Regions from separate parts of the Hordeum vulgare genome. Here region 1 is linked to region 2. The links are chromatin contacts, called in public Hi-C maps. All regions are on one chromosome and are shown on one strand. The core of a region is the stretch at or near the end of the contact, and the rest is flanking DNA. Distances in the headings are between cores, read along the strand shown.

The links. A called contact is a pair of places that touch in the nucleus more often than the background predicts.
Region 1: a Hi-C map of seedling shows a contact between it and region 2, with 3 times the contacts expected there. The contact joins the enhancer-like site here to the promoter of LOC123431291 in region 2. A contact is called at or near these places in 1 of 6 Hi-C or Micro-C datasets (seedling) and 1 of 1 datasets of contacts at active chromatin or transcription factors (embryo).

The regions. Positions count from the first base shown.
Region 1 is chr1H:284,159,390-284,163,506 of MorexV3_pseudomolecules_assembly, reverse strand. No RefSeq gene overlaps it. Among protein-coding and RNA genes, the nearest start is that of LOC123431302, 450 kb to the left of the region's middle. Within about 2 kb of position 1,761, at least 3 of the 3 cell types and tissues checked have open chromatin away from gene starts, as enhancers often do. A contact at or near this core is called in seedling, where this site is marked.
Region 2 is chr1H:283,690,184-283,694,787 of MorexV3_pseudomolecules_assembly, reverse strand. It overlaps LOC123431291 (auxin response factor 22-like), which reads right to left and starts at 2,080. Exons shown (of 4, transcript XM_045115116.1): 1 at 1,969-2,080; 2 at 690-1,829. The coding sequence starts at 1,772.

The sequences.
Region 1 (4,117 bases), core at 512-3,011, 470 kb before region 2:
CGACGCCCGCAAGCTGTTCGACAGTTTGCCAAGGTACAAAATGGACCCCGCCGACGAGTTCTTTTTTCACAATTTCCTTTGCGACTCCGACGATTCATCGTCCGATGACGAGGAGGAGATACTGGCTGCCGTGTTGTCCATCATCACCTCAACAGCCAGCGGCCGTTGTTCCGTGGCTCCATTCTGGGCCACCTTCCGGCGTTGAATCGCAACCGAGAGAGCGGGCATTTCCTTCTTTGTAAGGACTACTTTGATACAACAAACCCATTGTTCAAACATCAAAAATTCCGCCACCGTTTCCGTATGAGTAGGCATCTTTTCAACTGTATTAGAGAGGGGGTGGTCGGCTATGATGACTATTTCGAGTGCAAAGAGGATGTTGTTGGCAAGATAGATTTTTCCTCTTATCAGAAATGCACTGCCGCCATCCGAATGCTTGCATACGGAGTGCCCGGTGATCTCATTGACGAGTACGTCCGTATGAGCGAGTCTACTTGCCTAGAGTCCCTGTATAAGTTCTGCAAGGCTGTTATTGTTGTGTTTGGTCCTGAGTACTTGAGAGAGCCGACTGCTGAAGATACATCCCATTTGTTGGCGATGAATGCCAGCAGGGGCATCCCAGGGATGCTTGGTAGCATAGACTGCATGCACTGGGAGTGAAAGAACTACCCTTTTGCTTGTCAAGGGCAGTATAAGGGCCATGTCAGGGCTTGCACTGTCATATTAAAGGCCGTGGCGTCTGAAGATCTCTGGATCTGGCACTCTTTCTTTGGCATGGCCGGATCACACAATGATATCAACGTGCTTCAGCGTTCGCCGGTGTTTGCTAGGTTTGTCGAAGGCAACAGCCCACCGGTGAACTTTACAGTCAACAACCACAAGTACGACAAAGGATACTACCTGGATGACGGTATCTATCCTCAGTGGGCCACTATTGTGAAGACAATACCCAACCCTGTCAGAGAGAAGAGGAAAAGATTTGTCCAAGAGCAAGAGAGTGCTAGGAAGGATGTCGAGCGTGCCTTTGGTGTTTTGCAATCTCGATGGGGCATCGTTCGATATCTTGCTAATACCTGGAGCACGCAGAAACTGTGGGAGGTGATGACTGCGTGTGTGATCATGCATAATATGATCGTAGAAGACGAGCGCCCGGAACGTATGTACGATCAGTTTCAGGGTGAGAATGTTGTGCTGAGCATGAAGGAGCGACAACGTTTGAACAGTTCATTCAATTTCATCAAGACATGCGTGATTGGGAAACTCACGTGGCAACTGCAAAATGACTTGGTTGAGCATATGTGGACTCATGTTGGCAACCAATAGATTTACCTTCTTTTATTCGTTTGCAAAACTATGTAAGAACTATGTGAGACATATTTATTTTTATTCGGCTTGTAATAACTATGCTATTTTATTCGGTCTAAATTATGTTTTTTTGATTCAAATTATGCAAATTCATGCAAAATAGGGCAGTCACGTCGGCACATATGGGTCGCGCGCGTTGGACGCGCTGTCAATCCATATCTAAAACAGGACGGACGCTGGTCGGTTGGCCGATCCAAACGGATAAAAAAAACGAACAAAATCACTTTGGATCGTCCCATTAAAGTTGCTCTAGGTTTTAATTTTATAAGACATTGATCTGCTACATGTGATCTTCGCCAATTTGGCAAGCAATACGTTTTGTCTTCACTTGCCTGTCCCATGCACGCATGCCTCACCTTTGATTGCTACGCACGCATCCATGGCGATCAACCGATCGAGTGGTCCAGGCACGTAGCTATAGCTAGCCATGCCAAAAAAATCGTAGGACCCATCCACGCATGCACATCCATCCATGGCTAACGGGAGCTTGGGAGCCAAGAATGGTTGTAAGGCATGAGAAGGTATACACTTTATAAGAAAAAGAAAACAATAAGGTAGACACAGGTCCCGTCCTGGGATTTTGGGGCCCGAAACGAAATTTAACCATAAGTCCTTTAATTTTTTTTAAAAATGATGATATATTTGTATAAAAATTTAATGAAGATTGTATCAAAAGAAAAAGTGAGATGAGGTCATGAGGCGTATTCGACCAAGTGTTGGTTGCAGCAAACGAGAGAAGGGACGATCACATAGGAGATAAGCTAAAAAAAATTTCGTACAACAAACTAAACTATGCTCGTGAGTGTGGTGTAACCGATAGGGTCGAGAGAAAAATTTGTGATGTAAAATGCCTAATTAGCAAGATGAGAACCATGATCTACCCACGCCAACATATTTAAACCAAAATAGATTTTTTTTAAATGGTGGCTATCAATTTAGAACTTGTAATCAACATTTAAAAATACATGTATTATATTATATTAATATAAATTCGTAAAGTCAAGAGTTACTTTGTTGTCCCTGATCCAAACTCCTTGTAGGCCATGGGTGTCATCCTTATCCCGGTTATGTATTTAGGGTACTCCAGATTGCAAAGGAGAAGCACACAAGTATCTAAGTTTATCACAAATTTCATCTTTTGGAAACAGTATCTAAAAAAATAGAGGAGAATTCCTGCCCAGCCTCACTATTATGGCCCACCACCACTTAACCATCAACCAACGTTAAGAAGAAGAAAAGGCAGGCCCACTCATCCAGATCGCTAAAGAAAACATACGCGTCTCCTTCTTCGAGAAGACAGGGACATCTGAGCTCCTAGTCGCCGCTCACTGCAGCAACCAGTCGGGGCTTCGCACCCGGCGACCCCGACTGGGTCAGCCCAGTAGGTGCACAACGAGCGTATTTTTTTCTTTTCTACTTTTTTTTTCTTTTTTGGGTCGTTATTCCTTCGGTTTTCACCTTTTTTATCAAAACGTACAAACATTGAATTTTTTAAATTATTTTTTGAAAACATAAACTATTTTTAAATAGGGAACAAATTTGAAGGCGAACAATTTTTTAAAAGACAAACATTTTTTGACTCTTGAGAACAAAAATTTAAACTAACAACAATTTTGAAAAACCAGAACAAAATTGGGACCGTGAACAAATTTTAAAGCACGAATATTTTTTGAATTTTCAAAACAAAATTTTGAACAGGAGAACAAATTTGGAAGCGTGAATATGTTTTTTAAAAAACAATATTTTTTTTAATATTGAGAACAAATTTTGAAAATGAGAACAGTTTTGAAAAACCTTGAACAAATTCATAAATGTGAACAATTTTTGAACATATGAACATTTTTCGAATTTTGAGAACAAATTTCGAAAAACAAGAACATTTTTTAAAAACGTTTTACAAAACTCCAAAACATTTTCTGAAACTCCAGAACATTTTTATGAAAATCTAGAACATTGTTTTAAATGAAAAAACATTTTTCGATTTGAATAACAATTTTTGAAAATGCAGAACATTTGTTTTGAAAAGAACGGAATTTTTTTTCGAATTTGAAGAACATTTTCTGAAAACCCAGTACATTTTTTGAAAATACAGAACATTTTTGTAAAAACACAAACATTTTCCGAAATTGAAAAACAATTTTTGGAAATCCCAAACAATTTTTGAAATCCAGAACATATTTCGAAAATCAAAAACATTTTTGAAACTTATCTCACGAATGAAAAATCCGGATTTTTTTTTCAAATTCCGGAACATTTTTTACAATTCCGGAACATTTTTTCATATTCCTGAACATTTTGTCAAATTCCGGAACATTTATTTCAAGTTCTGGAACATTATTTTGAAAATCTGAAACATCTTTATAAAAATTACAAATTTTTTTTTCATATTCCAGGATATTGTTTCATATTTTGGAATATTTTTTAAAATTCTGAAATATTTTTATAAATCCAGAACATTTTTTAAAACATAAACAGAAAAAAAGAAAGAGAAAATAATGACGAAAAAAAACGGTTTAAGGAACCTTCTAGAAGGTTCCCAAAACAGGAAAAAACCAGTTGGGAAGCATGGAAGGTTCTCGAAACCGGGATCTGTGGAACGCTCTAAAAGGCCGGCCCAGTGCGTCCATCGCTCACGTCATCGTGTGCGAAGCTTTGACAATTGGACACAGTGAGGAACATATAGGATTTTCCATCTTTTAGTCCGTTCTAATGGTGCCTTGGATGGCAGTTGGGATCAAGATACTTCACATTT
Region 2 (4,604 bases), core at 831-3,330:
GAGAAAGAAGAGAGCTGGTACTTGAAGAACATGCAAACTGATAATCCAAATTTGGAAACCAGCAAAGCAACTAAAGGACCACAAGCCTTTTCCTCCATAACTACTATGTGATTGTGAATGCCGTATTCCAACAGCTTTATTGATTGTTCCACCGATTCATACAAAGTCAGAAGGAATCGAAGGACGATGCGATGTTTTACTCCAGTAAATCTATGCCAGTTATTGAACTAATTAATAGGTTAATCTGTTGATATCAGGGGGTTAGGGAATCATTATTATTACGAATTACTATTAATTTGGCAACATTGTGCGGAAAGCTGGTCATGTTTTGCATGTTAGTACCTTAACTTCTACTTCTTCTGTTTCTAAATATAGGTCTCTTTAGAGATTTCACTACGGACTACATACGAAATAAAAATAGCGATCTACACTTTAAAGTATGTCTATATACATGTGTATGTAGTCGTCAGTATTGAAATCTCTAAAAAGACTTATATTTTGAAAAGGAGGGAGTACTAGTACTACCATTTAAGGCATCTGAATGAGAAGCCTTCATACTTATGTTGTGTAAATGATGCAGTGCATTCATCCCTTGCAGTTCCATGTAATGTAACTAGTAGTAGTAGTATGCATCTTTATTGAGAAGAAAGGATGGAGTGCAAGTATGGATATCATCAGAGCGAGCAAACCTGAAGAAGTCTCCATGGTGAATTCGGCCATCTGAGTGGATCGGCAACCTGAACAGAAGATATGGTCCCCATAAACCAGCTAATTCTTGAGGAATCCTCGGTCTCAAAGGCCATCTTGAACCTCATGCCAGGGCACCAGTGGATCCTCATGGCAGCCTGCATCGCCGCGGCCTTGACAACAAACTCCGGCGTGCTAGCTCTCGGGTAGTAGACTACCTCAAATGGCTGGCTGTTGGCGGCGAGGGTGGCCGCCTCCACGACATCGGCGATCTTCACCTTCCCCCTGCCCTTGACGTAACCAGCGGGGCCACCATTCATCATCTTGTTCTCCTCGTCCTTGAGGAAGGCCGAGAAGCCCCCATACCCAGGTGCGTTCCAGCCGGATATGCACTCCATGCCCCCGCAGGTGACCCTCTTGGCGCGGCGTATGCCGACGCAGAGCTCCCCGTGCTCGGTGCGCAGGAAGACGATGGAGTCCCCCGCGACGAGCTTCTTCTGGTTCACGAAGGTGCTCCATCCCGTGGTGAGCAAATGCCGGCGCGGCGTGCCCCGGTAGATGTGCCGGAACTTCCACACCTCCCCGTGCACGTCCTTGGCGAGCACCGTCTGCACCGGCGGGTCAGCCCTGTAGTCAAGCTTGGGGAAGATGGTCTCCGCGCAGTAGCGCGGCACCGAGAAGCCGCCGCCGTTGTTGGCGTCGGACTGCGTAAGCGTCTTGGCGAAGGAGGAGAGCTTCTCGCGCGCCTCCGGCGGGTCGCTCCCGAGCGGGCCGAGCCCCTCTGGCTCCCGGAACCCAGCCTCGCCGGGGCCGACGGGCACCAGCCGGATCTTGGCGAACACCTCGTCCGTGTCCGGATCAGCCAAGAAGCGCACCCCTGCGACGCAGCAGAGCACGAGGGCCGGCAGCGGACGCGGGCCGACCGCCGCCGCGAGCTCGGCGGCGCCGCCGCCGTTGGCGTGTTCGGCGTGGCCCTGGGGGAAGTAGTAGACGCGCGAGCGCGCCGGCGGCATCTGCACCATGCCGCCCGCGCAGGCGTGCCACAGCTGCGGGTCCAGGCACCTTTCCGCGCCCACCTCCTTCATCTCCACCCAAAACCACCGCCAGGAAATGCGATCACTTGTTCCAACACAGGAGCAGACCTGCCATCAAACCGCCCTCCATCAAATTCGCAGACCCCGAACGGGAACCGAACTCCACACGCAATCCTTGTTCCATCATCATCAAAAGAAAAGAGCAAATAAACTGGACCGAATCATGAAAAGCAACAAAGGCAAGCACCTGTTTGGCCCGCGCGCATGGCCTCCCTCCAATTGGCGGATCACGAGAAATGTGAACGCCCAGAGCCGGAACGATAAACAAAGCGAGCAGAGGAAAAGAAAAAAAGGGAAATCTACATCAGGCGACGCCGCCTCCCCTGCCCTCCCCAGGCCCCCTGCAACTCCATCCCAAGCCCAAGAACCGTCGCGCCGGTCAAAAGTAAACAGAATAAATATCGAATCCCTGGTGTCCGGAACCCAAAAGGCCCCGATTTTTTCCGTGTTCTTGAGGGAGGACGAGGACGAGGAGGGAGGGAGTGGTGTGCTACAGCGGCACAGTGGTTTGGAATTATGGCGAGTTCTTTGGATGTCTTCCCGGCCATTAGATAGGGAGATTGGAGGCGCCCGCTTCGCTGCTGCAGTGGCCTGGCCGGGCGCCCCAGTGGATCACCTGCGCCGGACCGCACAGCCAACAGCGACGCCCACCAACCATCGGTGACCGGTGGGGCCCAGGCTGGCGGGGCCCACGTGTCGGCGATAAAGGATGTGGGGCCGCGTGCCTGCCTCTTTCTGCTGTCGGTGGGCCGCGGCCGTGATGGCATGGACTAGGAAGCAGAGGGGGTGGCGACAAGAGCGGAGGGTTTTCGTCTTGTTTTTTAGTGTTATTTCTGAATCTGATGAAAAGAGGTGGCAAACGTTTTTAAAATTCAGTTGAGTCTCAGATCTCAACCAATTTATTTGGGCTCGCCGCTGAGGTGGTGAGGCCCGAAAGAAAAAAAAACAATTGAGATGGTCACTCGTCTTCTGTTGGGAAAGGGAGGGAAGCGGCGAGAGATGATAATAATAAGCTGTCGAAATTTGGTTGTTTGGGAAAGAAGACAAGAGAGGGCATTTGTGCGCCGCGGCCGTGAGAAAGTTGGCAGGGGCAGCGACTGATTGCATGATCCGGAAATGGGCGAATCTTGTGCCTTGTTCGTCTCGACTCCTCGCCCTCCCTTTCCGGCGCGGGGGCGAACCGATCACCGGGAATTCAGAGCCAGGGCAATCGACCCACGGAACACCGATGGGGACATGTCGCGGCAGGCAGCGGCTCTCCTCCTCTGCGTCGCTCGCTGCAGCTGGCCGCGGCCTCCCTCTGCATGCAACATATACCATGAGTGCTCCGCTTGCTTTGCTGTGCTCCAAATAAATGGTCTTGCATCTTCTTCTTTTTTGAGCATAAATGGTCTTGCATTGCATCTTGGTGGTAGTAGATGGCCACTGAGTTTGTGAAGTGGAGGGAAAAGTGTACAGGTCTCGGGGGTTTTGTGGCGTGCCGACTCGTCGTGGAAAGTGGAAACGCTGTCGTTTCTTTTTGCTGGTGGGACGCCGTTGGATCCAAGAAAAGAGAGCGGGGAGGAGGCGCCGTGCGCGGGGTTTCGGACGATTGGATGCCTCCGTGCCCCGAGGCCGCCCGTGCGCGTGCGCCACTGGCCGACCGCCCAAACAAAAGTCATCCCCATGATCCCATCTCCATCTCCATCCCCTAGCGGATCGTCTCTACTACTACTCCGGCCTCCTGTCCTCCGCGCCACTTACAGCAACTTGCAGAAAAGGAATTGCGAGCATTTGAATGTCACGTCGATTTTAAGGGGCGGTTGGGATTTTGAGGCGCCGCGCTGGACCAGGACAGCGACCTTCCACGAAGCACTGTTGAGCATTTTCCGTCATGTCCCGACGGGTACTGTTCACTATACGACATCCGCGCAGTTTTTGGAACCGCAATTAAGGGTCCTTTGGTTGGTGACTAATTTTGTCAAATCAAAGTGTGGCAAGCCATCAAAGTGTGGCAAGTCACAAAGTGTGGTTGAAAAAACGAATGTCAAACTTTGGTAAAAGTTGATAAAAAAAATGACTCTATGACAAATGGGCCACAGGGGCAATAAGTGTGGCAAGCCAAACTGTGACAAAAACCAAACACATACCAACAAAAATGTGGCTGTCAAATTTTAGCTTGGCAAAGTGTGGCTGGGAACCAAACACCCCCTAAACCACCGGATCAACGTGTGGACTGTGGACAGCCGTTTCGAATCAACTTCAACGGGCCGATCTAAGCCCTGTTTGGAATTACAATAAATTATGATAATCTGAATTATGAAGATAGATTATATAATCTGATTTATAAAAATAATCTACATGGGCATGTTTGGAGATCAAATTATATAAACTATAATTCAGGTTTTACAGGGGGGTGTTTGTTTTCAGGGACTTTTTAGTGTAGAGACTAAAAAAAGTCCCAAAAAGTCTCATGTGAAACAAACAGGAGGGACTTTTAGGGAGTAAAAGGGGGTATTTGAGACTATTTGGAGAAGTCCCTGTTGGAGGGTCTTTTTGGAACTTTTTTGGCACTTTTTTCAACAATGCCCCTACTTTTAGCATGTCATTTAATAACTACTACTACATTACTAAGGATAATGTGGTCTTTTGCATGTCATTTAATGACCTCTAGTCCCTATTTAATCCCTGAAAACAAACGGGTAGGGACTAGGTACTTTTAAGTTGAGACTAAAAAAAGTCTTAGGACTTCTCAAACAAACATGGCCTACATTATGTAATGACCTGTCCGTCCTTTGTTTTTTTAAAGAGGAGGGTGGCGGTGGTAGGAATGTAATTATCTCT